Regions from separate parts of the Mus musculus genome. Here regions 1, 2, 3, 4, 5 and 6 are each linked to region 7. Evidence: chromatin contacts called from public HiChIP or PLAC-seq and promoter capture Hi-C data. All regions are on one chromosome and are shown on one strand. The core of a region is the stretch at or near the end of the contact, and the rest is flanking DNA. Distances in the headings are between cores, read along the strand shown.

Region 1 (2,921 bases), core at 76-2,575, 980 kb before region 7:
TGTAGCGATCTAAAGAATTAAAGAACTACCAAGGAAGCAAATTCTAGAAAGTTCTGAGGCACAAGTCATTGAAAAACAAAATTGTGAAGTACCTAAGGTCTTGAAGGAGAGAAAGATGTCAGGGAAACAGAAGCAATGGAGTTTAGGAATCAGTCAAGTTTATGATGGTATTAAGATGTCATTCCACTCAGCCCCTCCTCCCACAATTCTCATCCCATTCTTCTTCCTCCTTGCCTTTGAAAGAGTGCCCCCTGCCACCAGACCCCCCCCCCCTTCCCTGTGGCCTTAATCCTGGGAGGATTAAACGCATCTGAGGCCAGATCTGGCAGACCTCTGCTATTTATGTGCCAGGGGACTTAGACAGTTGGTGCATGCTCCTGGTGGCTCAGTCTCTGGGAGCTCCCTGGGGTCTGGGTTAGTTGAGACTGCTACTCTGCCTATGGGTTCACTCTCCCCTCAGCTTCTTTAATCCTTCTCCTGATTCAACCATAGGGGGTCCCTGACTTCAGTCCAATGTTTGGGTAGCTTATACTTATCTGCTTCTGTCTGAGTCAGCTGCTGGTAGTGCCTCTCAGAGAACAGCCATGCTAGGCTCTTGTTTGTAAGCACATCATAGCATCAGTAATAGTGTCAAGCCTTGGTACAACCCCACCCCCATGAGACTCATTGGACCACCTTTCCTTTAGTCTCTTCTCCATTTTTGTCCCTGCAGTTCTTATTATAGACATGAACATTCTGAATCAGAAATTTTAACTGTGGGTTAGTAACCTAGTCCCTCCAATTGAGGCCTTGTCTATCTACTGGAGGTGGACTCTCCCTAATGTTGGACATTTTGGCTAAGGTCACTCCCTATGCGTTTTGAGAGGCTCTGACTTCCCAGGTCTCTGGTAATTTCTAGAGGGTCCCTCCTCCCCTGAGGCTGCTTATTTCCATTCTTTTTTTTTTTTTTTTTTGGCTTTCTGTACTTTCTCCTGCCCCACCCTCACCCCATATCTGATCCTGTTCGTCCTGCTTTTGTTTTTTAAACATCAGTTCAACCCCTCCTCCTTCGGTACACCTTCAGTGTCTCAGGAAAGCAGATCAAGGCAACAGGGGATTACAACCCAGAGAATTTAGAAGTCCAGATAAATGCCTCCAGGTCTCCACTAAATGAGAGTACTAGTCTGTGGACTCCTGCAGTGTGTTTGATGCCACCACACTGTACCGACAGTCTTTATTAGAATTTATTTTTAAACGTTCAAAATCAGCGATTGCTCCTGCTCTGTGAATCACTGATGTATGCAGCTGTCACACTATACAGTGAGGCGAGGCGAGGCGAGGCGAGGCGTGCTTGGGGAAGCGCTAACGTGGGAGTGAGTCAGTCACAGTTTGTCTTGAGAGCCAACCTGTGGTTGCACTGCAATTGTGACGTTTATTATCTGTGTGCATGTTATTTTCCATCTCTCCTTGATCTCTGCTCTGTCTTGGAGCTAAATATGAATGGAATCATCTAGTGTATTGCTCTAACTGTACAAATATACCAAGCAAGCGCTGGTTTCTAGGTGTGCTGAACCTTATGGTGTGTCTCCAAATATGTACCATGTTCTGTGGTTCTGAGGACCTTAATTTAGCCCATTCTTTGCTTATTTCTATGTCAGACTTCATGTAGGGACTTAGAAACTCATAAAGAATTTATTGGTAGGTATACGAGCTGGTTTTGTGTGTCATCTTGACACAAGCTGGAGTTATCACAAAGAAATGAGCCTCCCTTGAGGAAATATTTCCATGAGATCCAGCTGTAAGGCATTTTCTCAACTAGTAACCAAGGGTGGGAGGACTCATTGTGGGTGGTGCCATCCATGGGCTGGTAGTCCTGGGTTCTATAAGAAAGCAAGCTGAGCAAGCCAGGGGAAACACTTCAGTAAGCAGCGCCCCCTCCATGGCCTCTGCATCAGCTCCTGCCTCCAGGTTCCTGCCCTGTGTGAGTTCCTGTCCTGACTTCCTTGGTGATGAACAGCAGTATGGAAGTGTAAGCTGAATAAACCCTTTCCTCCCCAACTTGCTTCTTGGTCATGATGTTTTGTGTAGGAATACAAACCCTGACTAAGACAGTAGGTTACATGAATTTTAATTATAGGTTGTATAAACAACAGCAGCTAACAGTTCATAAAAGGGGTGGATGCTGCATTTAATTTAAATCTAATCATACTGTAAAGTAAGACAGGCAAGAAAAGTATGAACACACTGGTCTTGCATAGATAGTAAGTATGAGCAGGACCAGGTTTTGTATAAAAGTTCCTTGGTGAGACATCTACACCATTCCTAACTATGCTATATTATTTATGCAGAAAGTGGTTTATAAAAGGTCTGTGTTGGTAGGACCCCATTACTGTTGTCCTAGTGACAGTCATCATTCCTCCTAAAACGGGATTGCTTGTTCATTAAAATCCAAGTGGCTGCCTTCACACCCAATGCACCTCTTCTTCAAGTAATGAGAGCAAAGCAAGAGCTTCCTGTGGGAAGTGTTTCTTGAAGGCCTGCAGACTGTTCACTCCCTTAGAAGTCGGACTTGGAATGCACTGTGGCATGTCTTATTTGAGGTATATTAAATATAAGAGAACCTGACAGCTATAGAAACTCAATGTTCATCATTAATTTCTGCTGTTAAATAAAGCTTCTGTGACATACAGAATTTGAAATCTCACAAGGTGGGTGACAGTAGACGAAAAGAGGAGAGGAGATTTCCTTATAGATCTAGAAACAACTTGTTTTTGCAGGTGTAATATCTAGCCACTTGACATGTAGTCAACACTAGTTTGGGTAAGTTAAGGTAATAGTTTGTCTTTTAAAAAACAGCCCATCCAAGACTTATAATAGTCTTCCATTTTATTTCTATTCCCATTCATTCTTTCATTTATTCATATATCTGTCCATGCATCCAT
Region 2 (3,176 bases), core at 420-2,919, 770 kb before region 7:
TTATTTACATTTCAAATGTTATCCCCTTTCCTAGTTTCACCTCTGAAAATCCCATATTCCCTCCTCCCTCCCCAACCCACCCACTGGCATTTCACTATAATGGGGCATAGAACCTTCACAGGACCAGGGGCCTCTCCTCCCACTGATGACCAACTGGGCCATCCTCAGAGACATATATAGCAAGAGCCATGAGTCCCACCATGTGTTTTCTTTGATTGGTGGTTTAGACCCATGGAGCTCTGGGGGTACGGGTTAGTTCATATTGATGTTCCTCCTATGGGGCTGCAAACCCCTTCAGCTCCTTGAGCAATTTCTCTAGCTCCTTCATTGGGGACCTGTGCTTCATCCAATGGATGACTGTGAGCATCCACTTCTGTATTTGCCAGGCACTGGCAGAGCCTCTCAGGAGACAGCTATATCAGGCTCCTGTCAGCAAGTTCTTGTTGGCATCTGCCATACTGTCTGGGTTTGGTAATTGTTAATGGGATGGATCCCCAAGTTGGGTACTCTCTGGATGGTCGTTCCTTCAGTCTCTGCTCTGAAATTTGTCTCTGTAACTCCTTTCATGGGTGTTTTGTTCCCCCTTCTAAGAAGGATTCTGAGATTCAGGGCTAATATCCACTTATCAGTGAGTGCATATCATGTGAGTTCTTTTGTGATTGCATTACCTCACTCAGGATGATACCCTCCAGATCCACCCATTTACCTAAGAATTTCATAAATTCATTGCTTTTAATAGCTGAGTAGTACTCCATTGTGTAATGTACCACATTTTCTGTATTCATTCCTCTGTTGAGGAACATCTGGGTTCTTTTCAGTTTCTGGTTATTATAAATAAGGCTGCTAGGAACATAGTGGAGCATGTGTTCTTATTACCAGTTGGAACATCTTCTGGGTATATGCCCACGAGAGGAATTGCAGGATCCTCCGGTAGTTCTATGTCCAATTTTCTGAGGAACTCCCAGACTGATTTCCAGAGTGGTTGTACCAGCTTGCAATCCCACGAACAATGGAGGAGTGTTCCTTTTTCTCCACATCCTCACCAGCATCTTCTGTCACCTGAGTTTTTCATCTTAGCCATTCTGACTGGTGTGAGGTAGAATCTCAGAGTTGTTTTGATTTACATTTCCTTGATGATTAAGGTTGTTGAAAATTTTTTTAGGTACATCTCAGCCATTCAGTATTTCTCAGTTGAGACTTCTTTATTTAGCTCTGTACCCCTTTTTGTTAATAGGGTTATTTGGTTTTCTTGAGTCCAACTTCTTAAGATATATATATATATATATATATATATATATATATATATATACATATATCTTAAAAACATATATATATATACATATATATATATGTGTGTGTGTGTGTGTGTGTGTGTGTGTGTTGTGGGCCATCCAGCGGCTCGTGAGGAACAGGGTATGGCTGAAGCAGCAGACTCAGGCTGAAAGAGAGGGAACTCGAGGGACAAGAGAAACAATGGAGCTAAGACAAGATCCTAATCAAAGCTCAATTTTAATATTCGGGAACACGGGCTTATGAAGAAGGGGGAGGGGCCCATTCCCACCAAATTATCTTCGGAGTTCAGCTGCAGGTGACCACGTGAATACTCTAGAACAGCTAGGCAGCAGGTAGTAGCAGTGGGAGTGGCAGAATGATAGGGTGGCCGACTCTACCCCTGCTGATCTCCTAGTGATAACAGTCAAGCCTGTTCAGCCAGATTTCATGCTGGGGGAGGGGGCAGGGAGGTTACATCTCCTCTCTGTTGTTAATATAAAAAAGAAAGGCTGGGCTGAGGCATAAAATTTATTTATGCTCTATAGTTCTGCCTGAATTCTTAGGGCCTAATGAAGAAATCTGTCTCAGTGGGATTCTCTAACTTTTCTCATGGTAAACCCTTATTTGGTAAAGACTATCCTTTCTGTTCTAGTAAACATTTTGCAGACTAGCCCTGAGCTGTTGGCTCAGTCTTTTGTAATGCTTAATTAGTTACTAAATAGATAACTTCCTTGCTGAATTCCAAGTTGTCAGCTTCAAGGTCTTTCTAGGACGTTGGAACACTGGCAAAGACTTAACTGTATCAGGATACAATTTTAAAAGGCACTGTAGTAAGATAACACTAAAGGAGAGTATGTGGAATCTCCTTAAGAGCCTTGGGTGACAGGCAGGGAACAGAGAGGAGCGGGTGCTTATTAGAGCTCTGTCAACATAATCATTGCCTTCAGCTAAAGGTCCAGGAAGACCAGAGTGAGATCGTATGTGGCCAATATAAAACGGATTTTTCTGGGCAAGAATGATGTTTTGCAATTTTTAAAACAAGGATCTTGAGGGCATATTAAAGTTAAACATACCACAGGTATCCAATAAGGGTAATGGTTGTGCAACATATAAACTACCAGTAAAGATATTAAAAGCCTCATGTACAGACTGAAAGACCATCAGTACTGCTGTTAATTAAGCTAACTGAGCCGAGAGGCCAGGAGTCTCTATGATTACTTGTTGATTATTAAAAAGATATCCAGCTCACCCTTTAGAGGAGCCATCAGTAAAAATCAATAGAGCATTATATAAAGGCTGTAAGGAAGTCATTTTAGGAAATATCACCTCATGTACATTTAAAAATTTTATCAACCTATCTTGAGGGTAATGGTTGTCTATAGTTCTGTTAAACCCTATTTGTGCAAGCAACCAATCTGTACTATGTTGTTCCAGGCAAGTGTCTTGACTTATGCTGTAAGGCTGAACAATAATATCTGGCTCTTTGCCAAAATAAGTTAGTGCCTGCTTCTTTCCAGTGATAATCATCTGGGCTACTGCTTCATGATATGGCAAGATATTACGTTTAGGAGAAATCCTCCAATTAATCCACATTAGAGGGAACTTTTGCCATAGCGATCTTGTAGGCACATGAGTCATATTAAAAATTAACAGATACAACGGCAAGGAGTAATCTATATAAGTGACAAATTGTTCTTCAATAGCTTTTTCCACTAGTTGTAAAGCCAGCAATCTTTCTGAGGTTAGGGATCTAGGGGAGGTAGGATCAGAACTCCCTTTAAGAATATCAAATAAAGGTTTCAACTCCCCTGTAGTAAGCTTTAAATAGGGGCGAAGCCAATTAATATCACCTAACAATTTTTGAAAATCATTCAAAGTCTTTAAGTTGTCTCTGTGAATAATTA
Region 3 (3,051 bases), core at 225-2,724, 780 kb after region 7:
AGCTTGCTGTGCAAACTTCCTGATCTTAAGAGAGGGTTATTTTGAAACACATAAACACCTGAGAACTATGTACCTGCTAATCATTATATTAAATATAAATCTCTTTTGAATGGAGCCCACAATCTATTATTACTGAGATTAGTTGTCTAATAGCTTACACAAATGACATAGATAATTGAAAACTTGGCAATCAAAAACCAGAAGAGTGTCAATTATATTTTTTCTAAATTATTTTACTGATGAGGGATGATCATGGAAGCAGAAGTTGATATAATTATTTATGTCCTTGTTTTCTTTAACATGTATTTAGGACTGATAAAGATGATAAAGTCTGTAACTTTATAATTAATTCTACATCTTTTCTTTATATTAGATTTGATGATTCTATTATCCTGCTTACTGTAGAACTCTGACATATATACCCAGCATAGAGAGCATAGCCATAGGAATATATCCATGTTCTTACAATGGTGTGGTATATTGAAACATCCAACACAGCAGAAGATACAATCTTCTACTTACTGTATCTTTTGATACTATTTCTCGGAACAAAGCAATTGCCTGTTTTTTAATATGTGTTATAATACATAAAAATACAGTGTCTAATTTTATACATATCTGTGTGTATTGGATACTTTAGTTGGCAAAACTAATTTTCAAGAAAACACACTTAACTTCGTCTGTTAAAATGTGATAATTGCTGGGAGCTGCGACAGGTGCATCCATTCAGTTCAAGTTTCACTTACATCACAGTGATTACACTATTGGCTCGTATTGGCGCCCTGTACTAAGTTCTAAAGTAACACTATCTGAGCTATTCACTGCCAAGACTGATAAGTGTTCTTCCACTTTGCCACAGACCCTTTTTCGTCCCTGTCTGCGTAGAACGGGTCTCTGGTTGCAGGTGGACAAGGAGACAGTGAATGACAGACAGAATCAACATGAGAGATTGTGTAGAATCTGAGTGTATTGTCACAAAGTGAACACCAGTCTTATATAATACAGAAAACAAAGGGGTAGGAAGTCACAGCAGGCAAAGTACATTGAAGTTACCTGACACAAAACAAAGGAATGACTTCAAAAGGACTTACAGGAACCAGGTAATATTTACAGTAAAGATAAAACAGCCCTGCCTAGGGTCAGCTAATGACAGGTAAGGATTTCTCACCCTAGTCACAATTTGTGCTACTCCTTTGAGCCTTGTGAAAGCTAGTACCAGGGGGTTCTGTTCTAGCAGACCTTCTCATGAATAATGCAATATCACAACCCCCCTATTTCCTAGGCCCTGGTAAATTCTTGCATATGAAGGTAACTTGGCTGTTCTTTTAAGTATCTGTGACAAATCTCCATTTGTCAGAAGAATTCACCAACTTGCTTCTAACATGCAATCTAGCCTGCTATACCTGGCTGTAGAGAAGATCCCTGTCTCAATGGGATTCCCTCTTTCATGGTAAACCCACCTATTAGCTAGGCCATTGTATATTCCCTTATTTGGGAATAAATGGCTACTGTCCTAAGTAATCACTCTGCAGACCAGCCCTGAGCTATTCTAGCTCCGTTCTTTGTAATGCGTAATTAGTTTCACTGTCTCTTCTAGAAGTAAATTTGAATGTTAATGAACAGATAACCTTCTTACTGAATTCCAAGTTTGTTGGCTTCAAGGATTTTCTAGGATGTTGGAACACTGACGAAGGCTTAGCTATGTCAGAATTCAATCTTTAAAGGCACTTATAATAAAATAATACTAAAAGAGAGCACATGGATCCATACAGCAGACTAACTTGAGGATAGGGTATGAGTATATGGTTATGAGAATGCCTGGCTCCAGGAGGTTGAGTTTCTTTGAAACTCCCTGCCTTGTGAGTGCTTTCAGGCCTCTCGGCCTGCCAAGCAGACTTCACTGGAGTGTGCATAGCACCACTTAACTTGTCACCGCTTCATTTCAAAGACCTGGTTTGAACTTGTAAGGTTAAAATGTTTTAAGTAAAAGTAAAAGAGTAATTAAGATGAAACAATAATCCAATAGACACTTAACTGGAATCATTTGTTCAAGCCAGGTACATGTTTGAGCAGAAAATGAGACAAAACCCTGGACATTAATGGAATTAACACTGAAATGTGTCTCATTCTTGCTGAGTGAAGTATTTATTCACAGTTGACTGAAGAAAAACTGAGGAATAACTCAATTAAAAGGCTTATTTATATAATGAGAGCAATAATAAACAATTGTAAAACATACATGATAAAATTGAAATGATAGTCTCCTAAATCTTAAATCTTAGCATCAAAAATCAATCTTAAAATCAAAGCATAACTGTATTGCTCTAATTAAGGGATTTATCTCAAGTGCTGTTCATTTCTCCTTTTATTTTAAAGAGGAAGAAAAATAAGATCTAAAGTTAAAAGAAAATCAACAGCTTTCTTAAGACTGATAAGTCAGTTTTCTCAAAGCAGGAGAAAACATTGATCTGTAATTCACAGTTTACAGCTGCACCTAAATTAACATTTTCTTTGGGGGGGTTATTAGATATTTTCTTCATTTACATTTCAAATGTTATCCCAAAAGTCCCCTATATCCTTCCCCCACCCTGCTCCCCTACCCACCCACTCCCACTTCTTGGCCCTGGCTTTCCCCTGTACTGGGGCATATAAAGTTTGCTAGACCCAGGGGTCTCTCTTTCCAATGATGGCCGACTAGGCCATCTTCTGCTACATATGCAGCTAGAGACACGAGCTCTGGGGGTACTGGTTAGTTCATATTGTTGCTCCACCTATAGGGTTGCAGACCCCTTCAGCTCTTGGGTAATTTCTCTAGCTCCTCCATTGGGGGCCCTGTGGTTCATCCAATAGATGACTGTGAGCATCCACTTCTGTATTTGCCAGGCACTGGCAGAGCCTCACAGGAGACAGCTATATCAGGGTCCTTTCAGCAAAATCTTGCTGGCGTATGCAATAGTGTCTGTGTTTGGTGGCTGATTATGGGATGGACTCCCGGGTGGGGCAGTCTCTGGATGGCCCATCCTTTTGTCTTAGCTCCAAACTTCTAATTTT
Region 4 (3,138 bases), core at 111-2,610, 830 kb after region 7:
TGTGGGTAGATGTAATGTTTAAAATTATTGTGATAAAAATAGACATTAATGTGATTTTGTAGTAGGAGGGGATCTATATAATCCACTAGGAAGGAAATACTTGAGTATTAAAACATAGATTTCATTATTCTTACAATAAGTCTAATACCTGATACAAAAGGATGCAGGGGAATAAGCATGATAACAGTACCAGTAAAGAAGAACTGTTTATAAAAGAGAAAAAGTAGCCAAAGGAAACTCGATTTGTAATCAATACGTTCTCATTCTTCAGGGCACCTGTAGATGCTGATCTAACACGCTCATTGCTATGCTCTAGCAACTCTTTCGGAACCTTTTCTCTTGGAAAAATAAAACAAACACACAAAATAAATTGAATGAAATGCTAAGAGGATCTTTTAAACTTATTTATTTGAGTTATAAAAAGACAAAGGCATTTCACCATAAACTAATCGCAATTAAATTACAAATAGTTATTATTACCCTATTTGAATGACTAATTACTAACACTTAATTTAGGATGTTTGCAAAAAATACCATTATAGTATTTCCTTATGATAAAATAAAAATTATACCCATAAGACTGTTGGCGTTTGGTCATGGAATTGCTTTTGCTTTAATTTTAGTTCTGGAGAAGAGAGGTAGAAGAAGGAGAGAAGGAAAGAGAAAGCTGGTTAAATCTAAGAAAGGAAGATCTTCATTCTGTCTAAAAGCCTGAGTATAACATTTCACTTTAGTTTTATCCATTAATGATTAATAGGTGTATACTTAATCAAATATTTACCATTATGTACTATGACAATACTATTACCACCATAAATTGATTTTAGAGAATAATAGCAAAAAATAGCTTCCAATTTTAAAAAGGGATATTGAATAAATTCAAACTTCTATTTCTCTAAAGATGACCAGTGTGACATTAGCATATTAATTAATTTAATAGTGGTGTCCTGTAATGCTACTTTGAACCTCAAGTTTATCTTGATTCTCTTTGTCTACATGCATAAAGAATATTGAAGACAAGCATAAGGTTGCAGATCGGATATCCTCAGTTTAAAATGAAATCTAATCTTCTAGAAAGCGCCACTGCTTTCATAGCTAATGGATTTTCCTTACTGATAGGACAGATAAGATGACTCCTGAAAACCCACAGAAAGTAAGAAATTGAGCCAAGACCTGTAATAAAATATCATGCAAACCCACTAGATATCAAAATCGAAACTGACAAAACAAGAGATGACCAAGATGTGAGGCACACAAAATGCTGATTGATTTCCTGCTGCTGAGAATATAAACTGCTTCTTTGAAGTATGTTGCAGCATCTGCTAAAATCCCATGAAATCCTTATTTATCACTTTCAGTTATTGCATAATACGCTGCATAAGTCTGCAGGCTTGAAATAGTTCCCTTTTCTGACATCTGACACAGCCTGGATCAGGGTTTCACTGAAGAAATTGACCATCAATAAGATGTGGCTCCATGTTCTACTTTCTCCCTCGGGGTGTCAAGGTGCAGCTGCATACTGGGCTGGAAGGATGAAGCAGAGGCTAGAACAGGGTGGGGTGAGGAGTCCAGTGTTACAGCCTTTATTACATGAAAGCCTTCTCTACTGATACTCAGTGAAACAGCTTGTGTGTGTACACTTTTTGGGGGTTGATGAACCTTGGAAAGTAGAAAGGAGTTTTTAGGGTGAATATAAATCATTGGCTGAACCCACGAGCATGTGGCTTAGAACCAGGTCTTGGGCCCAACCCAAGAGCTGGTGGCGTAGGCCCAGGCCCAAATCTGGACAACAGAGCAGGTGACCTCTTGGGTACAGGATCTGGTCTTAACTTAAGAATGGCTGGACCTCAAGGCTTAGATCTTGCCCCCATCCTGAGGGCAGCAGGTCTTTTAGGGACAAATTCCGTTTCTTTTTTCCAAGCTTCTGGAAACATGGGCACAAACCCGCCCACCATGACAAGAGTACCTGGTCCCATAGGTCCAAACAAAGGTCCTAGCTCTCAAGAACTTGGCCTTCCAGGGCCAAATCCCTCTCCCATGTCAAGGGCTCCTGGCCCTATGGGTCCTAATTCAGCTCATTTCTCAAGACCAGGTGGCCCCGTGGGGGTAAATGCTGGAGTCTTTCCAAGGGGGACAGGATCAGGAGGACTGAACCCAAATGCCTTCTCTCAGTCTTCTGGCACATTGGCCTCAAATCCAGGTACCTTTCAGAGGTCTGCTGGCCTCCAGGGCTCAAATCAAGCAGTTTTCCCAAGAGCCTCTGGGCTACTAGGCTCCAACCCAGCTAACTTTCCAAGGGCCTCTGGCCTGCAGGCTCCTAGTCCAGCTGCCTTCCCAAGGTCTGCTGGTCTATTAGGCCTAGGTCAAGTTGCTTTCCCCAGGTCAGCTGCGGGGCCCCTGGGCTCTTCTCCAGCAGGCCCTGTGGGTATCAACCCAGCTCCTTTTGCAAGACCAACGGGGACCCTGGGCCTTAACCCAGCTTCCTTTCCAAGGATGAATGGCCCTGTAGGCATTTCCTATTTCCCATTTCCTAGGGTGGGCAGCCTCCCTGGCTCAAATCCAGCTGCTTTCCCCAGACCAAGGGGTCCAATGGCTGCAATGTACCCAAATGCAATGTTATCCCCTTAAATACCATTTTTCTTCCAGGGCCACTTTGTTATTTAAGCACTGTGGTTCTGAGATGGGGCTGTCTCTTAGATAAAAGAGTAGATATGGAACTACAGTCTGAAGAACATAGCTGGGGCTCGAGTTCAAATGAGCCTTCTTTTTCCTCTGCTTTTTTTCTTGACTGAAGGCAAAATGTTATTTGTGAGCCATGGACTATGGCAGATAGGGGTGATCCTGGCCTCAAGGAAAAGGCTCTCTGGCCTTCCGGAAGCCTCTGTGCTTTTGTCCCACAGCTTTCTGCCCCTTGTTTCTTACTAGTTCCTTGAACTGTTCTCATGGACGTTTTCCTCCGGGATACGTTGGCCTGCAGGTTCTAATTCCCCACTCACCGCTGGAGAATTGGCTCGCTTGTTGTCTAGTGACACTGCATTGGTGAACGGACCATGTTTCAGTAACTCTGACCCGGCTCCCTGGACCTAGTCATGTTCTACTGCCAGACCTTTCCCTCGGGGCTTAAACACAGAATGGGAG
Region 5 (3,018 bases), core at 175-2,674, 950 kb after region 7:
AAGAAGACCTATAGGGAGCCGCAAAGTAAATCATACACTGGTACCAATTAATACAGACAGGAGAGACATTTAGAGAAAGAGAGTGATTTTTCCATTGAGTCATGTACCAAAGCGTCCATTAAATCACATCCCAGCTACCTAAGGCCTCCAGCTATGAGAGAATGCAACGGCATCGGCTCCTATCTTGAGTCATGAAGATGAGTAGAAAAGCACAGCAGGCCAGAGGGAGGAATGATGAATAGTGAGAAGGAATTAACACAGTCGTCCTCTGTGGAGTGATTCAACTTCTGTTCTCTAGGTAGAAAGAATACATCATGTTGAATTCTCCAAGAGAGGGAAATGAAAATATATAGCTGGAAATTCATGAATAATCAATTAAACAGTGATTTTCATGAGGTCTGTTTTATTGAGGCATATTAAGACATAGTTCCAAAGTCACTAACTAGGATCATTGCTAAAGTGATCACTTTACATAGAAGAAAAAAGTACTTGAAAGTAATTTATCTTGCAGGCTGTTGCTGGTGCATACCTTTAATCACAACACTAGGGAGACAGAGGCAGGTTTAGCCTGGTCTACACAGTGAGTTCAAGGCTAGCCAGGGTTATGCAGAAAACCCTTATTCAAAAAATAAAGCAACACAATTATCTCAATCTAATTATTCTAATCTGAGTAGAGGGAGTGTGGCTCCAATATGTTATTCTAATCTGAGTAGAGGGAGCGTGTAGCTCCGATATGTTATTCTAATCTGAGTAGAGTGAGCGTGGCTTCCTCCAGGCTCTTATGTCAAGTATTCATATCAGACAACCCTTTCCAAGGGTAGAATTCAAACTACTCCATCTGGGCTGTCAAAATGTAGCTATCCCCACCTTCTACAGGGCTTTAAGCAAGAGAACAAACTGAGGTCTACATGCCATATGTGTGTCTACTAAGAAGATATGAATCAAACAATCTCGCTTTAAGATGCTCTACCCTCCTCTCTAGCTAACTGTACCAACAAAACTATAATTTAGAAACATTCATGAAGTTATGGATTTTATATAGCTAAAAATTAGTATAAGTATCAAAGACAGGTTCTTACTTTGTAATAATACATCCGTCATGTTTATTAGTCAGTGACTTTGAGTTATAAAACATGCATAACACAATGTATATTTATATATTAAAACTTGCTTTCATTTCCTTATTTTTTGCTCAGTAGCCCATTTTGATAAATATGTTTTCCATAATGTTTAAATATGTTTCCATTCTAATAACAGCAACAATCTAACAGTTTGAAAAATATCAGGCAAATATACTCAAAATATTACTAATTTGAATATTTTATCTAGTATACTTTTACTTTCATTAAGATGTTCCTAGTCTCTGCAGTACCGTTTTTAAAACATTGCATAATCAGAAGTGTGCTTCCACCAGAAGGCTCAGTGGTAAAGTCACTTAATAGCATAGTCCTTAACACGGCACGTGTTAGAGTTCTGAGTATGATCCTTGAACTTACCCACTGAACAGAAAACTGATTTTGTAGTTATGCAGTTTCCAACTATGTAGTTTTATCTATTAAAAATTTTGCTTTTTGTTACAAGAATCATAAAGAATGGACATTCTGTGATAGTCAATAAATGAATTAGTAATTACACATTGCTTAAAGATAATAAAGGTTTTTACTAAAATTATCTATTAATAATTATAGAAAAATCAACTTTAAATCAGTACATTTTAAATAGACATTTCGTTTAAGTTTTAAAACTTGTAATACTATCAATTTGAAAATACCAACAAACAAAAGTAACATTTCAGTCCATAGTTGATTCCTTAAATCAATACTTTGAATAGAGCTAATAATATCTACAATTGAATAGAGCTAGTAAAATCTAACAATTTTTAATTTGACTTGATAAGGCAAATAGTAAAGAATTGTATTTACCCTAGAAATCTGAGAGTAAATTGAAAAATACAGTTTTTACATATACAAAGAAAAACTTAGTTCTAATCTCACATTAAGACTTCTGAAAGAGAAGAAGGACACAACAATTCGTTATCCAACACCAAATGGTCAGCGGGAGGGAAAGCACTCATTAGGTATCGTAGAGACTGAGCAGGCTGTAGTTAGAGCATATGTATATATTTAAGTGGAAGATCCTGGTTATGTCATGTGACGCAGGCTCACCTGATGCTTCGCTAAGGCAGACTCACATGGTATTTTCCGGAGGCAAGACCCATGGGAGGACACACGATGTTTGTAGAGTATAAATAGGACTCAATGGATAGTGACAGGGTGCTTACATAGCTAGGTTGGCAACACTTCATTGGTCTTGCGTCTTTATTGATCAGTTATATCAATTTTTCAAATCCCAGTATGCCAAACAATCTGGAGAATAATTTTTAAATACTGAAAAAATACTTAAAGTAAGAAACAAGTTTCTTAGTTTTGAGGAACAAAATGTAATTATTTTACCCCCAAATGCTTTTAAAGGAGCAGTTATCCAAAGGTCAGGTATAAGGGAGACCAGAGAGACAGGGAGGAAGGGAAGAAATGCCTGTGTACCTGGGACGCAATCACTGTGTGGGTGCTCAGTCTCACTGACAAGGAATTGAAACATGGACACAGAAAGATACTCGGTTTATAATTTATCATTGTGAGAGGGAGGGGAAGTGCCCTGCCTCTCCTACTAAATGTTTTGTGGGACATAGAGAGTTGCACTTTTAACAGAGTCCAAATCAAATGATATGCTTTGGAGGACAAAACACTCCCCTTTGGAAAAGAGGAGGAACTGGGTGTGCAATGGCTTTCTTCCTTGCAGTTATTACTTAAGGGCTGCACACTGACCCCCTCCCAGAGTGACCTGGACCTGAGGCTCAATGCCAACACTACATCCTTTTGATCTAAAGAACATGGTAACCTTTGTATAATTTAGTTTTCCTTGTAGTCAGCCTAGAACTCAAGATGCCTAGATAGGAAGGAATAACATCGTTCATTTAGTGTCGATTCCTGTTTACCTTTTAGCTTTCTTCGCTATGAG
Region 6 (2,896 bases), core at 125-2,624, 910 kb after region 7:
GCTGGAACTTAATACTGTAGGGATAACAAGGGTGACAATACTTAAAACAGATATCTGTTGCTTCACAGCAGAGAAAGGCATTAGTATATTCTGTTTCTGTGATGATTGTTAGTTTCTACTAGAGAGGAATAGGCAACCTCTTCATAAAGCTAGGGGCTCTAGAACAGTTGCCAAGTTCCAGAACCTTTCCACACTGGGAGTCCAGGCAGATGTCACCAGTGTGTATTTTAGGGCTCAAGTATATCCCACCAGGACCATTGTGTTCACAGACAAGAATAGTTTCTGCTGTGCACTTCCTTTATTCTTGGAACACTGTTACTCAACAATGTTATGCTCAGCCTGACATCCAGCTATGCTTGTCCTCATGCTACAAAGGAGAAGAGTGTCTTCATGTGGCCCTTTGGATACACAACAACTGCTTTTCCAAGGCAGACACTTTTCAGTTCCTTTTAATATGATCTGTAGATCTTTTCAGGAACCTGCCAATTCTCCTCTGATCGTAGCTACCTGTTCCCTTTGCTCTCTATGACTGTGACAAAACTCTGACCAAGAACAACGTTTGGCCGAAAAGATTTATTTCACTGACAGGTTTCAGTCTACCATCAAAGAAAAACAAGGAAGAAAATAGTGTGGGAACCTTTAGGCAAGAATTGATTAAAAAAAAAAAAAAAAAGACCAGTGACTTTCTCTCAGACTCAGCTCTCCCCCTCCCCCCTCCTCCCCCCCCCCCTTTCTTTCATTGTTTTCTTGTTTCTTTCTGGCTTACTCATTCTTTGTGTCTCCATGTCTCTATTTTCTCTCTCTCTCTTTGTCTCTCTCTCTCCCCCTTCTTTTCTTCCTTCTAGTTTGTTATATCATGTTGTTATGTTTTGTTTTTCAAAACGGGATTTTTCTGTATAGCTCTGGTTGTCCTGGAACTTGTTCTAAAGACTATTCTGGCCTTGAATTCAGAGATCCACCTGCCTCTGCCCCCTGAGTGCTGGGATTAAAGACATGCACCACCACTGCCTGGAGCAACTATCTTTCTTACACAGTCCATACTCACCTATCCAAAGAGGGAAATGTGTACAGTTATCTTACATCATTTGCCAAGCAGCATGTCCCCCGACCCCCTGCAAGAATGCTCACAGATTTTAGTAGAGTAATAGAGTAGGCTTTTCCCTAGGCCTGTTACCTATCTAGTTTCAGGTTTTTGGTTACTTTAACAGTGTCATGTATGGTCTTCATCTCATAGAGTGACCTTAAATCTGATCAAAGTAGTCGTTGTTTACTTCCAAGAATATTTGTGACTCTACTGCACTACTCTATCTTGCAGGAGGGTTGCTGTTGTAGATGGAAGGGTTTGTAGCTGAGAGACGGTGATGATCACACTTCTCTTCCCTTAACATTCAGACTACCTTCTCCAGCCGTGACTGCCAGTCAGGGCTAAGCTTTAGTCAGGCACGTAGCACAGAGAATGGGAAGCCAATGCAAAAGCTCACCCCAAGGTAAGAAGCTGTTTGTAATGAATAAATGCTGAAAAGAGGAAGTCAGTTTCACTGAGTTGTTGTTTCTGGGGGGTGGTGAGCCAGGCAATTCTTCAATTGCACTTTCCTCTTCCTTGGTATTGAAAGAGTAGTAAACTCAGTGCTCCAAGGTATGCTAATCATAAAGCAGATAGCGAGACATTCCTTCCTCCACCCACCCGCTTCCTGGGTTCAAAGAGTGTTAATTCAAAGAAAGTCACCCTGACCATTACTGGAACCTGCAATGCAAATGTGCTATTGTTAGGGGCTCTTAGAAACTGTCTTGAGAGTTAACAATTACCAGGTATTCCTTGTGACTCTTGTAACTTTACACTTCCTTGTGACTCTTAACTGGTATTTTTGGTATTTTCCAACAACGCCCTTCCCACCTCCTTGAGTTGTGGTTTTTTTCCTTTAAATACCCCCTTACTCAGCTACTCGGGGCGCCACGGTCCTCTACCCCTGCGTGGTGTATGACCGTGGGCCCGAGAGCACTCTCGAATAAAAATCCTCTTGCAATTTGCAGCAAGAACATTTCTCGTTGGTGATTTTGGGGTGTCGCCTCTCCCGAGTCAGAACGTGGGGGAGTCCTCACGTTGTGGGTCTTTCAGTATAACTAGGTTTGTCTCAGGTAGGCAAAAATTGATCAGCACACCATTCATCTCTCAGTGTTTTAAATCAATTTACTTATCATACCTGCCACTTCATTTTCTCCACTAAGACTCCCTAAGATGATCTGTGGATAAAAGCAGTGACAAGAGGGTGTGTTTCCTACCCCCTATGGTGAAGATGAGCTAGTTGCAAATCTATTTCATTAGCTGTTTTCTTGTATGGCTTTTATGTTGTTAGGCATGTAAGAGAGTGATTAGGGGATATGACAATGATGGGAAAATAAAGAATAATGCTAGGATGGAAAGCCTGTAATATCACAATCCATTTGAGAGAGGAAGGATAAATATGAGTTAGGTAGAGAGATTTTAGGTTATGTAGTATAGCTCTCTCTATGTACAGACAGGCAATAAAGCCTATGGATGCTTTTAGGTAAACTTTGACACTCATATATCTCCCAGGGAGAGACTCTAGTATTTAAGCCTGCCTAGTCCATTAATTGAGAGAAGCTCGTGAGAGGTGTATCTTCTACACAAATATGCTAATACATTTGAAATATAGCAACCAGAACCTTGATCAGTTATAAGCTGCACAGTTGTAGATCTAAGAGGCATATTTTAAGGCTTCTCTATATTGCTACTATAAAAATAAAGCTCGAGAGATAGTCCAGATCTGTTTGAATAGGAAATCTACTTTTGTTACATGAAGTGATAATCAGGACACTGCCAAGAAATAACACATTCCCAAAGGACAACACTGTCGTTTCTCCACACCAGAAGATA
Region 7 (2,878 bases), core at 150-2,649:
CTGTACTACAACGTAAGGTAGGTTATTACTGGCCTGCAAGGTGAAAGACAGCAATTAAACAGCGACTGAGCAGAGCTACACCTCAGCACTACATTTCAATTTTAGTCAAACCAAGCCTCACTTGTGCTTCCCAGCAGAACTGTGAATGAGGCCGGCAGTGGTGGCGCTCGCCTTTAATCCCAGCACTTGGGAGGCAGAGGCCATACAATTTTAAGTGTGCGATACAATTTTGTTATCTGTAGGTACAGTAATGCAAGAGGACCCTAGAATTTATTTCCCATAACTGAAAGTTTACACCCGTTGACTAAATCTGTGTTGCTTCATGCTACTAAATTTATAGCAATTTGCCACCCAGTCTCCTAAGACTTATTTATAGTCCAGTTCAACCATTTGAATGCTTGTTTGCTTTCTCTCCCGTGTGCCCTATCTCCTCCCTCCTCTGATTTCAGTTTACTACTTCTGAGTGGAAAGGATTATACATTTTTCTTTCTACTCCCCTCCCCTAGAAGAAATTGGTACGATTTGCTAACAAAAAACAAAACAAAACAAAAAGCTTCCTTGGTGTTTGCTTTGTTCTGCTGTCCACTATCTTAAGATTTTTGAATGTGATAGACTAGCGATTCTCACATTTGTTTTAGAAAGTATGTAGATGGTATGACTGAGACTTTTCCCCAATTCATCAATGTTCGTACTATATTCTCCATGTTTCCTACTGGGATTGCGGACAGACAGTTGCATTAGCGCTAATCAAGGATGTCTAGGGTTACTTATTTCAAAATGATCTAGGAAAGTGTTTTATACAGTACAGACTTGCAAACTGTACTCAAGTCTAAAAGGGTCAGATTTCCTGGTGGCGGCGCGCTGGCTGGAAGCTGTTATTTAACAAGTTCCGCGTGTGATTCCTTGAGTGCGATCAAACAACTGGCCTCTGAATGACCACCGCGTGAAATCGAGTCGGCCCGAGTCAGAAGCTAACTAAGCTCCTACCCTCGCCGAGACACTTCGTGACTCCATCCTCTCACCAACTCTCCATACAGGCAAGCGAGCGGCCACATCAAAACGAACCTGGGAAGGCTGGCTTTCCCGGATCGGGATCCCAGTCCCAGCACTGCACAACCGCCAGGGGCGCCGCCACGCACTGGGTGTCTGACTCCCCTCGAGCCCCGGGACCGGAAACCAGACGGACTGCCAACACCGCAGCAGCCCCGACACCGCCAGAAACCCTCTCCAACCAGGAGGCGGGCCGCTGGGGAGGGCGGAGCCACAGCGCCAGGCACGCCCCCTACCGGTGTTGCAGCCCAATCGGCTCCCTGGCTCTCTCGCCCGGGAGACTACACCTCCGCACCCGAGGCCTGATAGGGCTGCACCAAGACCCGCCGGAAGTAGTTTCCTGGGCGGAAGCTTATCCACAGGAAGTGGCGGGGGTGCTTTCTCTTCCGGTCTCTTTGGCCTCGCCGGTAGAAGCAAGATGGTGAGTGTGGTTTCTGGGCTCTGTAAATCTCTCTCCATCCTTCTTCCTCGGGCTGTCCTGCCTGTTGCCCGGCGCGTCGGTGACAAGGTTGCGAGTGAGGGGAGCTGATGGGCGAGGAGACGGCGTGCTGTGGTCCGCAGGAACTGGAAGGATGGCTGCTGTGTGCAGAGCCCGGCCCACGGTCCTAGCGCCGCTGTGGGTCTCTCTGGGCTTTGGAGGAGACGTACGCACTGCAGCCCCGGGTGGGTGATCAGGACAGGCTTGGGGACATCTGTCCCCAGCCGCCGAGAAACCGGCTGCTTGGTGGGCAGTACCGCGACTGAGAGACGGGCAGAATGTTGTCCTTAACGCCTAAAGCCAAGGAGGCTTAGGTCCGCGCAGAGTAAGGCATTATAATGGTCGTGTGGATAGCCGGTAGTGCTTCCTACCTACCCTACCTGTGTGCTAAGATTTAAATCTTTACACCGTTTTGTCCCGTGTGGATCTTGTTTACGTCTCATCCATACTCATTGCTAAGAAAATGCCAGAGTACATTGAGAAGTCAGATTTCAGAGTTGCTTATATGTGGGGTTTTTTTTCCTGCTTTTTCTTTTAATGTGCAGACGAAGGGAACGTCATCCTTTGGTAAGCGTCGCAACAAGACGCACACGCTGTGCCGCCGCTGTGGCTCCAAGGCCTACCACCTTCAGAAGTCGACTTGTGGCAAGTGTGGCTACCCTGCCAAGCGCAAGAGGAAGTGTAAGTACTGTAATCCGCAGGCGGGCTTTTACCTTGACCTGAGGTAGCGATGTAATAGAAAACACATTTGGCACGCAACAACTTTGGAGGTTGGTTTGTTGGCTGAGTGGTTAAAACATAGTAATGACACTACTGAGAAAATGGGCTGACACTGGGTGCTTGGGAAAACCATTTGGAATCCTATTTTTTTTATTAGATAACTGGAGTGCCAAGGCTAAGAGACGAAACACTACCGGGACTGGTCGGATGAGGCACCTAAAGATTGTCTACCGCAGATTCAGGTACAGTTTTGGCTAAATGTCATTGGTCCTCCAGGGTAGGATGAAACTTTGCACTCTTACTGAAGGGTAGGAATGATACTGGGGTTTGGTGTGGGCCTGAGACGCCCACATTTGTCAAGACTATGAGTGGGATCTGGGGGGCAGCTTACTTGGATCTGCCTCCAGACTTTGCTCAAGTCTGCTAAGCTGTTCTGGGTGCCAGTCATAACATAGATGGGTATCTTTTTACTGGAGGCTAGGCCTTGATGTTCCTTAAAAGTACAGAATCCCCAGCCCCCCTCTTAGACTTTCCTGTGGGGTCTGTGCTTTGACAGGTGCTTTTGTGTTTGTCTCTGTTTTAAACTCAGTCCAGTTTTGTGAACTTGATGTGTAGTGGCTTGCTAGTGTT

The links. Promoter capture Hi-C pulls out the DNA fragments that hold promoters and counts their contacts. HiChIP or PLAC-seq counts read pairs in DNA pulled down with a chosen protein or histone mark.
Region 1: a contact with region 7 is called in a promoter capture Hi-C map of hippocampal neurons, with 5 times the contacts expected there. The contact joins the enhancer-like site here to the promoter of Rpl37 in region 7. A contact is called at or near these places in 10 of 39 promoter capture datasets (the 3T3-L1 cell line, 3T3-L1-derived adipocytes, the C10 cell line and 6 more), 1 of 484 Hi-C or Micro-C datasets (cortical neurons) and 5 of 115 datasets of contacts at active chromatin or transcription factors (astrocytes, bone marrow-derived macrophages, forebrain and 2 more).
Region 2: a contact with region 7 is called in an H3K4me3 HiChIP or PLAC-seq map of embryonic stem cells, with 12 times the contacts expected there. The contact joins the enhancer-like site here to the promoter of Rpl37 in region 7. A contact is called at or near these places in 3 of 39 promoter capture datasets (embryonic stem cells, hippocampal neurons and second pharyngeal arch cranial neural crest), 1 of 484 Hi-C or Micro-C datasets (cerebellar granule neurons) and 7 of 115 datasets of contacts at active chromatin or transcription factors (embryonic stem cells and stem cell-derived neural progenitor cells).
Region 3: a contact with region 7 is called in an H3K27ac HiChIP or PLAC-seq map of embryonic stem cells, with 4 times the contacts expected there. The contact joins the enhancer-like site here to the promoter of Rpl37 in region 7. A contact is called at or near these places in 1 of 39 promoter capture datasets (trophoblast stem cells), 6 of 115 datasets of contacts at active chromatin or transcription factors (the SCID.adh cell line, bone marrow-derived macrophages, embryonic stem cells and 2 more) and 1 of 9 other capture datasets (adipose tissue).
Region 4: an H3K4me3 HiChIP or PLAC-seq map of bone marrow-derived macrophages shows a contact between it and region 7, with 5 times the contacts expected there. The contact joins the enhancer-like site here to the promoter of Rpl37 in region 7. A contact is called at or near these places in 7 of 39 promoter capture datasets (3T3-L1-derived adipocytes, the HPC-7 cell line, HPC-7-derived erythroid cells and 5 more), 2 of 115 datasets of contacts at active chromatin or transcription factors (both in bone marrow-derived macrophages) and 2 of 9 other capture datasets (adipose tissue and liver).
Region 5: an H3K4me3 HiChIP or PLAC-seq map of bone marrow-derived macrophages shows a contact between it and region 7, with 6 times the contacts expected there. The contact joins the enhancer-like site here to the promoter of Rpl37 in region 7. A contact is called at or near these places in 16 of 39 promoter capture datasets (the 3T3-L1 cell line, the HPC-7 cell line, HPC-7-derived erythroid cells and 12 more), 7 of 484 Hi-C or Micro-C datasets (ECoMG-derived neutrophils, the G1E-ER4 cell line, bone marrow-derived macrophages and 3 more), 16 of 115 datasets of contacts at active chromatin or transcription factors (the 230-238 cell line, T-cell acute lymphoblastic leukemia, bone marrow-derived macrophages and 8 more) and 3 of 9 other capture datasets (adipose tissue, liver and macrophages).
Region 6: a contact with region 7 is called in a promoter capture Hi-C map of trophoblast stem cells, with 7 times the contacts expected there. The contact joins the enhancer-like site here to the promoter of Rpl37 in region 7. A contact is called at or near these places in 8 of 39 promoter capture datasets (the SN4741 cell line, embryonic stem cells, fetal liver and 2 more), 1 of 484 Hi-C or Micro-C datasets (embryonic stem cells), 8 of 115 datasets of contacts at active chromatin or transcription factors (bone marrow-derived macrophages, cardiomyocytes, embryonic stem cells and 3 more) and 1 of 9 other capture datasets (adipose tissue).

What each region holds. Positions count from the first base shown.
Region 1 is chr15:4,138,381-4,141,301 of GRCm38.p6, forward strand. The region is part of intron 14 of Oxct1 (3-oxoacid CoA transferase 1); the gene reads left to right. Among named protein-coding and RNA genes, the nearest start is that of BC037032, 110 kb to the left of the region's middle. Within about 2 kb of position 1,326, at least 20 of the 459 cell types and tissues checked have an H3K27ac peak or open chromatin away from gene starts, as enhancers often do. A contact at or near this core is called in hippocampal neurons, where this site is marked.
Region 2 is chr15:4,347,377-4,350,552 of GRCm38.p6, forward strand. No RefSeq gene overlaps it. Among named protein-coding and RNA genes, the nearest start is that of Plcxd3, 27 kb to the right of the region's middle. Within about 2 kb of position 1,670, at least 12 of the 459 cell types and tissues checked have an H3K27ac peak or open chromatin away from gene starts, as enhancers often do. A contact at or near this core is called in embryonic stem cells, where this site is marked.
Region 3 is chr15:5,894,422-5,897,472 of GRCm38.p6, forward strand. No RefSeq gene overlaps it. Among named protein-coding and RNA genes, the nearest start is that of Gm41259, 150 kb to the right of the region's middle. Within about 2 kb of position 1,475, at least 8 of the 459 cell types and tissues checked have an H3K27ac peak or open chromatin away from gene starts, as enhancers often do. A contact at or near this core is called in embryonic stem cells, where this site is marked.
Region 4 is chr15:5,949,736-5,952,873 of GRCm38.p6, forward strand. It overlaps the pseudogene Gm49095. Among named protein-coding and RNA genes, the nearest start is that of Gm41259, 93 kb to the right of the region's middle. Within about 2 kb of position 1,361, at least 8 of the 459 cell types and tissues checked have an H3K27ac peak or open chromatin away from gene starts, as enhancers often do. A contact at or near this core is called in bone marrow-derived macrophages, where this site is marked.
Region 5 is chr15:6,063,882-6,066,899 of GRCm38.p6, forward strand. No RefSeq gene overlaps it. Among named protein-coding and RNA genes, the nearest start is that of Gm41259, 21 kb to the left of the region's middle. Within about 2 kb of position 1,425, at least 1 of the 459 cell types and tissues checked has an H3K27ac peak or open chromatin away from gene starts, as enhancers often do. A contact at or near this core is called in bone marrow-derived macrophages, where this site is marked.
Region 6 is chr15:6,029,072-6,031,967 of GRCm38.p6, forward strand. All of the region lies in intron 2 of Gm41259 (predicted gene, 41259), which reads right to left. Among named protein-coding and RNA genes, the nearest start is that of Gm41259, 14 kb to the right of the region's middle. Within about 2 kb of position 1,375, at least 17 of the 459 cell types and tissues checked have an H3K27ac peak or open chromatin away from gene starts, as enhancers often do. A contact at or near this core is called in embryonic stem cells, regulatory T cells and trophoblast stem cells, where this site is marked.
Region 7 is chr15:5,115,214-5,118,091 of GRCm38.p6, forward strand. It overlaps Rpl37 (ribosomal protein L37), which reads left to right and starts at 1,400. Exons shown (of 4, transcript NM_026069.3): 1 at 1,400-1,471; 2 at 2,074-2,209; 3 at 2,406-2,490. The coding sequence starts at 1,469. It also overlaps a transcript of Card6 not described here.